Regions from separate parts of the Pan troglodytes genome. Here region 1 is linked to region 2. Evidence: chromatin contacts called from public HiChIP or PLAC-seq data. All regions are on one chromosome and are shown on one strand. The core of a region is the stretch at or near the end of the contact, and the rest is flanking DNA. Distances in the headings are between cores, read along the strand shown.

Region 1 (3,474 bases), core at 623-3,122, 350 kb after region 2:
GCTTCTAGAGGGTAGTCCAGAAACTTTGTATTTTGGGAGTGAATACATTAAACAAGATCACTCTTCTAGGTTCTCATGAAATCCCAGTTATCGTTATTCCAACCCAGAAGGCTTAGGGATGAACAAGGACATATCATTCTTTTCTTCCAGAGGATGAACTGGACTTTTCACCTTAACATTTAATCGGACACCACTCTTTTCCCATAGAGGTGCTCAGTCTCTAGCAGGGAAGGACATTTATACATGAAAATGAACTGTAATGTTATCCTCTCCAGGACTAAATTTATTTACTTTTGTAAAATGGGAATAATTTCTTCACGCTTTCAAAGTGGAAAAATGATTGCTAGCACATATGGGAGTAGATTCTTGAGTGAAAGTTACTATAAATATTAAATATACAGTGGGATTTAGGAACCCACTTGCATGTGGCTCACACACATTACCTTATATTTATAGAAGGCAGTGGTGAGAAAGATTACTTTTCAATGATCAAAAATAGAAATCACGTTTATTTGGCTTTGAACTGCATCATATGCTTGTTCTTTCTACATATTTAGCATGTAATTATGTTTGGGTTTGGTTTGTGTTAAAAATTAGATTACATTTCCTGAACCACTGATAATCAGCAGAAGTTCTTCAAGAAGCAAGATGGGTTGTTAGGCACTTTGAGGTGGAATGCCAGCCAAGATGCCATTTTTGAGATGCCCCTGGGCTCTATAAGCACAGGAGACCATTAGAAACCATGAAATGCTGACAAACCCAGTGTGATAATACCACTCTGTGTGACAATCTCTGTAGTGGTAGAGGCTGTATATGTACTCTAGAACAGTGCTCCCATTCTAGAGTGGGGTTCTCAGAACACATGTCCCTTTCCAGATGCATCTGCTATACATAGTTTTTCTATAAGAACACTATTTTGATCAAGAATCAATAGGAGAGACATTTAATTTAATATCACTGTTAAGAGCCTTTGAAAAATGCTTATTAATAAAAGATACAAATTTATGCATCCCCTTTTCATTACAAGAATCATACACCATCAGAGGTAAAAGGAACATCCTTCAGAACTGGTTTTCAAATGCTTTTTTTGACTTGAAATAGACTCCTTTTAAAAATGGAATAAAAAGAAATAAAAGTCTACATGGCATTCCAATATGTAAAATAATACCAGTATGTCTTACTGAACAGGGGAAATACATAGGGTTTCAGAAGTTCATTTTGAAAATCACTGTGTTAACATGTTTCCTAAACTTCCTGAAAAAGAAACTATATGAATCATCTCAGGATGCAAAGGAATAGTAACAAACACAGAAATCCTAAAATATCGGGGAAATGGTATCATTATACTAAGATGGCACCTACTCGTATACAGATGAAGAAATGGGAGCCTGATTGTTTGCAACAAATGGCCAAAGGCTGCACAGCTCCTTTAGGACAAATTCAGGACCCAAATTCAATGTTTTTTTCCCCAGCTTGCGGGTCACTATCTGATGCCGCCTCTGGAGTCTGGAATGCCTTTGAAATCAGGCTGTATGACACTCTAATCAATTTTAATGATCTAAAGCTTTTATAAATTGGTGAAAAATTTTATAACACAAAACTACTTTCTACATTGTTCTGTGCTGCCACAAAAATCAATCATGATTCTCAGGGATATTTTTATGTTCATATATTGATGATAATCATTCCTTATATTTATGTAGCTAGATATGCATGGCTTAAACACCACCACATGCATTCTGGGACTGGACATAGGACATGACATCCCTGACCAGTAAATCCCTTGAATGAGTGCATTTTCCCCCTCTGTGCATGTCTCCTTCTCGTCCATTGTCTGTCTCCTTTTCATGCCTGTCAGGCGGTGGCCATGACTGTGCACTTATAAGGGTCAGTGACCCAGCAGAGAGGGCAGGCCCTGCAGAAGGCGTGTTGATGAAGCATTACAATGCACACTGAATTTGTTAGCTCTCTGGCTTACTCCCAGGGGCAGGCTACAATTGTTTCCTGTGTGGCATGGCACCCACCCGGAACTCTTATGGTATGGGCCATTCCAACCAGGAATCTCTAAACCACATCCTACAAAATAAACATCCCATATTTCCCAGCTCACTAGATTCTTATACCTGGCTCTCCTTCCCTTAATTTGTACACTATACCCAGTGAAATGAATTAAAACAGAGTTATCTCTCATTTACATAAACAGCCATAGGGAGGTTTTCAAGGGATTATTTGCAAAACTGGGAGGCCACATAGATAATAATAAACTCACATCTTTCAGGTTGAAAACTTTTAGAAGACTGAGGTCTTAAGCCTCTTTATATTACAAATACTAAATTAAACAAAAAACAGACATGGCATTTCCTTTGAGATTGTCTCAAGGAAGGCAAGCATTTATTTCTCTCTTTGGAGCATCTACCTTTTAATAAAGCAATGATTATCTAGAAATGGAAACCTGTGATTCAAAAATAAAAGATTCACCTAAAATTTCAAATTTGCTGTAATTTATGCTACCTGTGCAAAACTTTTTACTTAAGTGAAATAGAATGAAAAAGTTGCCTGCATATGTTCTGGTTCTGGTCGTGTTGCAGTAGTTTGTATCAGACTGCCCTTCCTACAGATAACAATTGTGAACTCTGGACAAAATATTAAAAGAAAACAATTGAAACATACTGGGGAGACAACAAAGCAGCCCAAAACCAGAGAGAATTTGATCCTTGAAATAAGGAACCATATTAGATAAAATCAATGTATTTATTGATTTTTCCAAAGGTGCTCTATACTCCACTTGGTGCAGGACAGCTAGAATTGAAGCAGAAAGCTACAGTCTTATTGACCTGAGGAGTCAAAGGATAGTGTTTGGAGCTTTCACAACATCTGGAAATTGAGGGGTAAAAATCCCAGAGAGAAAGATCACAGTGGGGCTAGGTAGGCCCCAAATCTGCTCATAATCTCCTCTCTAATCTTTGGTGACCCTGAACTGTACGTGTGAAGGGGAAACTCCAAGTTGACCAGTGAAAAACTGTAGCTGAGAGACTGAAAGAACAGAACAGAAATTTTTAAGCTGTTGTTCACTGCACCAAGACAGAGTTTAGAGTTTGAGTCCTGCCAAATTTGAGGGGCTTGGTAGTTTTTCAAGATTTCCACTTAAACTCTAGAAAACTCATGCTTTAGTTATAAAGACTAGTTATCAGATTCCAGAGATTTGCTTTAGTACTAATAACACAATGGAAACAGACCCCATCAAAGCATAAAATTAAGCCTCTAAAAGTTCATTGGTAAGCTGCCAGTAATTTAAATGCCATGGACCACAAAATTCGGTACTGTTGAGAGGAAAAAACAGAAACTAGAGTTTATAATGTATTCTTTATGATGTCCAGTATACACTAAAGAAGTACTAGACATACATATGAAGAAATGGGGAAACGTGACCAAACAGTAAATGACCCAAGATGACTCAGATGTTACAAAGACTTA
Region 2 (3,145 bases), core at 497-2,996:
TGAAGTCACTGTTACACATTAAATAGGCAAGAGAAAAGGGGGATTTTACAGATTGTGAGAAGTTTATAGTGAAATTAGGGTATGGCAAGTTGATAAGCTGAATGGTTGAAATGTCAGTTACCAGGTACCCTTGGGAATAAGTAAAGACCAAGACCCCATGTTGCCTCATGCTCAGTGTACAAAATGTCTGTTCATAATCATTTATGTGCTCATCTACTTGCTGAAGATGATCTAAATATCGGCCATTTATTAGTCTCATCTTTAGTCATCTGTGAACACCATACAGTATAGGGGGTATGTGACTAGATGGACTAAGGGAAAGAGTCCTTGATTGAGATTTTGAAATCTGAGTTTTTGTTCCAGATATACTCTGGGTATTAGTTTTAAATAAATATTTATATCCAGATATACCTCTGGATATTAGTTATAAATAACCTTTGTATATTTATTACATTGCAAAAAAGTAATTTTATATTGTTAGGCCCTAGTTTCTCAACTACAAAATCAAGAAGTCACATTTGATTATTTCTAAAGTCTTTCCAACTCCAGAATCCTATAATTAGAATAAATAAATTCTACATGCTCAGTGACACCATCTGAACATTGCACTGTGTACCAATACATCCAGGTCAGTGATGCTGTTCACAGAAACTTGACATTTACAGAAATCAAACGTTAACCAAGAGGAAAACTGAAAGAACATTAATAATTACTCAATATAATTTGTGGTTCCATAAAGCAAAATTGGAATTCCAGAAGAGCCTGTGAAGAACCTTCAAGAGTTATTTAGCCTGAGTGGCAAAAGGCAAAGCCACATATCACTTATCAATGTAGCTACAGGCTAGAGAACAATCATGTCTGCATGTCATGTAACATGGGAGAGGCTGTTGTCTGTCTCGTGTTCTTTTCAAAATCAAGCATCATTGTTCAAACAGAAATGTGTAGTGATTGTGCTTCATTAGGTAAGCATCCAAATTTATTACAAAATATGCTCAGAGTGGCCATTTCAGAAGACATGTCTGTCTCTGAAATAGAAAATTATATATATATAAAAAGACCACAGCAAAAAGGAATGACATGGGATATAATTTTTCTGTTCCTACCTATTGAAATATATCTCTGGTTTGTGTCTTTAGAAATTACCAAAGAGAAAAAGATGATCTCAAATGACTGAAATTACTTATAGACAGAAGGATATTAACCTCCTACGACATATTAAAAAGTTTGGGAGGGAGAAATTTAAGCTACACATGATACCTCTGGAAATTCCATTCTGTTTCATGCAAATGATCAGTGAAAGTTATAATGATACAAAGTTATGTCAATAATAGACTTTTAAAGAACCAGGTATAAATGGCAGTGTAAATATACAAATCATCTTGGTTTTTTTTAAATATTACTAAACAAATATGATCCTAGGACTAAGGCAGAAATTAGGGGGAAAAAGTCTCATAGCTTCTTTGTTGGTGATTAAGGGACCCTGAAGTAAAAAAAAAAAAAAAAAAAAGAAAAGAAAAAAACCAACAAAAATCAAGAAGCAATGCTCAAGGTAATAAGTGCTTTCATGTTTCCAGTTCTCATATCTGAGGGCACTGGATCAAGCTAAAGGACAAAGAGATAAGGACAATATTGCAAGTTACAAACAAATGGCAGATAAAAGAGCTCTTCTGGGTTCTGATTAAGTGACAGCATTCTACACATTCTTTTGACTTGAGAAAGTCAGACTAAGAGCAGCGGCTAAGTTCCATGTGAAGCCCCGCTAAATAAGCGTATCTGCATGCTTTCACATTCTGGCAGGACAGGATTCCTCCCCTTTCATTGAACAGAGACATGTTCTCTGGGCTCACAGCAATAATGCGCCTCTGCTTCAACTTCCATAAAAAAGCATAAATGTATATGCTGAAAGCACAGAGAAGTTTTGTGCTTTGGGACGAGGTGGCTGGGAGCCAATGTTTACAATCCCCTGGGTGGGGAAGGCAGGCTGAAAGGCTCAGGACGGCAGGCTTTAAAAGTCTTTGCTGTTGCCGCCAGTGACCTTCGCCTCTGTTTTCAAAGCAGCTCTCACGTTAACCCCTTGGATTCTGTGTGCACTGGAGCTGCACAAAGGAAATACCTTTCTTTGAAGGACACCTCTCTCACGCACATCGGTTTCTGATTTCAGTTGGAGCAGCTCAGAAACACTGGATTAAGAAAGAAGCATGTATTCAATCTGCTGTCAGACCCACCGACATGTCAGCGGTATTGGATCTGGGTTTCGGAGTGTGCTCTGTTCTACAAAGTGAAAGTTTCCAGCTTTAGGCAATGGACTCAAGGTTATAAACCAGGGGATTGTGAAACATGAGCATATTTGGTCTCCAGGGGAGAAGGAAGCATCCAATTTATGCAGAAATGCTCTTTTCCCAGCTAGCCAATGAGAGGCGAGGCTACAAGAGTGGGCTTCCTATTGGGATCTCCTGACTAGAAGAATGGTGCTTAAAATTAAAGACAGGCTAAATTGCTAACAGGCCAACTTAAAAAGCAGCTGAAGAGAAAACACCAATTGTAAAAATGAAAAGGGAGTTTTCCCGTTATGAAATCAAAGCTGACCACATTTAGCTTATTATTATATGTTGTTGTTTCACGGGGAAAGAATTAATAATCTTTTATTCTTAATGCTAAGAAGATCCTACAAAATCTTACCATATATGTGTATTTCTTTAATAGTCTTTACTAAGTTACTCAAATGATGATATTCAAGAGTGGTATTATTTAAGGCCTCAAAATGTTTTCAGGACACAAGATTTACTTTGAAAAAACTGGTTTGATATGTCAGGAACCAGATCAAATGATTTACTTTGAAAAAACTGGTTCGATATGTCAGGGACTAGAACAAACGCTTTGGTCTATGAGAAATTTTGTGGATTTAAAGATGTTTGTCATCTAAACATTGATCATCATTGACAGTGTCACCCCTTTATTGAATGGACAGCATATGGAATCCTGGGGTCATGAATTGTGCAATTCTAATATTCAGAGTCTATGAACTCCTAACACATTTCCTGTCTTCAGGAGGATTAAGATTTCTGGAGAAGAAAATGAAAAGCAACATACACCAGAAAGTTTAACCGATTCGCAAAAAAGTCATTAAGTCTTACTAAAATCATCC

The links. HiChIP or PLAC-seq counts read pairs in DNA pulled down with a chosen protein or histone mark.
Region 1: an H3K4me3 HiChIP or PLAC-seq map of stem cell-derived excitatory neurons shows a contact between it and region 2, with 4 times the contacts expected there. The contact joins two enhancer-like sites. A contact is called at or near these places in 2 of 7 Hi-C or Micro-C datasets (induced pluripotent stem cells and stem cell-derived neural progenitor cells), 1 of 1 datasets of contacts at active chromatin or transcription factors (stem cell-derived excitatory neurons) and 1 of 1 other capture datasets (stem cell-derived neural stem cells).

The regions. Positions count from the first base shown.
Region 1 is chr6:102,421,884-102,425,357 of NHGRI_mPanTro3-v2.0_pri, forward strand. The region is part of intron 2 of LOC134810468 (a long non-coding RNA gene); the gene reads left to right. Among named protein-coding and RNA genes, the nearest start is that of SAMD9, 71 kb to the right of the region's middle. Within about 2 kb of position 1,873, at least 2 of the 24 cell types and tissues checked have an H3K27ac peak or open chromatin away from gene starts, as enhancers often do. A contact at or near this core is called in stem cell-derived excitatory neurons, where this site is marked.
Region 2 is chr6:102,070,590-102,073,734 of NHGRI_mPanTro3-v2.0_pri, forward strand. All of the region lies in intron 4 of CDK6 (cyclin dependent kinase 6), which reads right to left. Among named protein-coding and RNA genes, the nearest start is that of FAM133B, 110 kb to the left of the region's middle. Within about 2 kb of position 1,747, at least 13 of the 24 cell types and tissues checked have an H3K27ac peak or open chromatin away from gene starts, as enhancers often do. A contact at or near this core is called in stem cell-derived excitatory neurons, where this site is marked.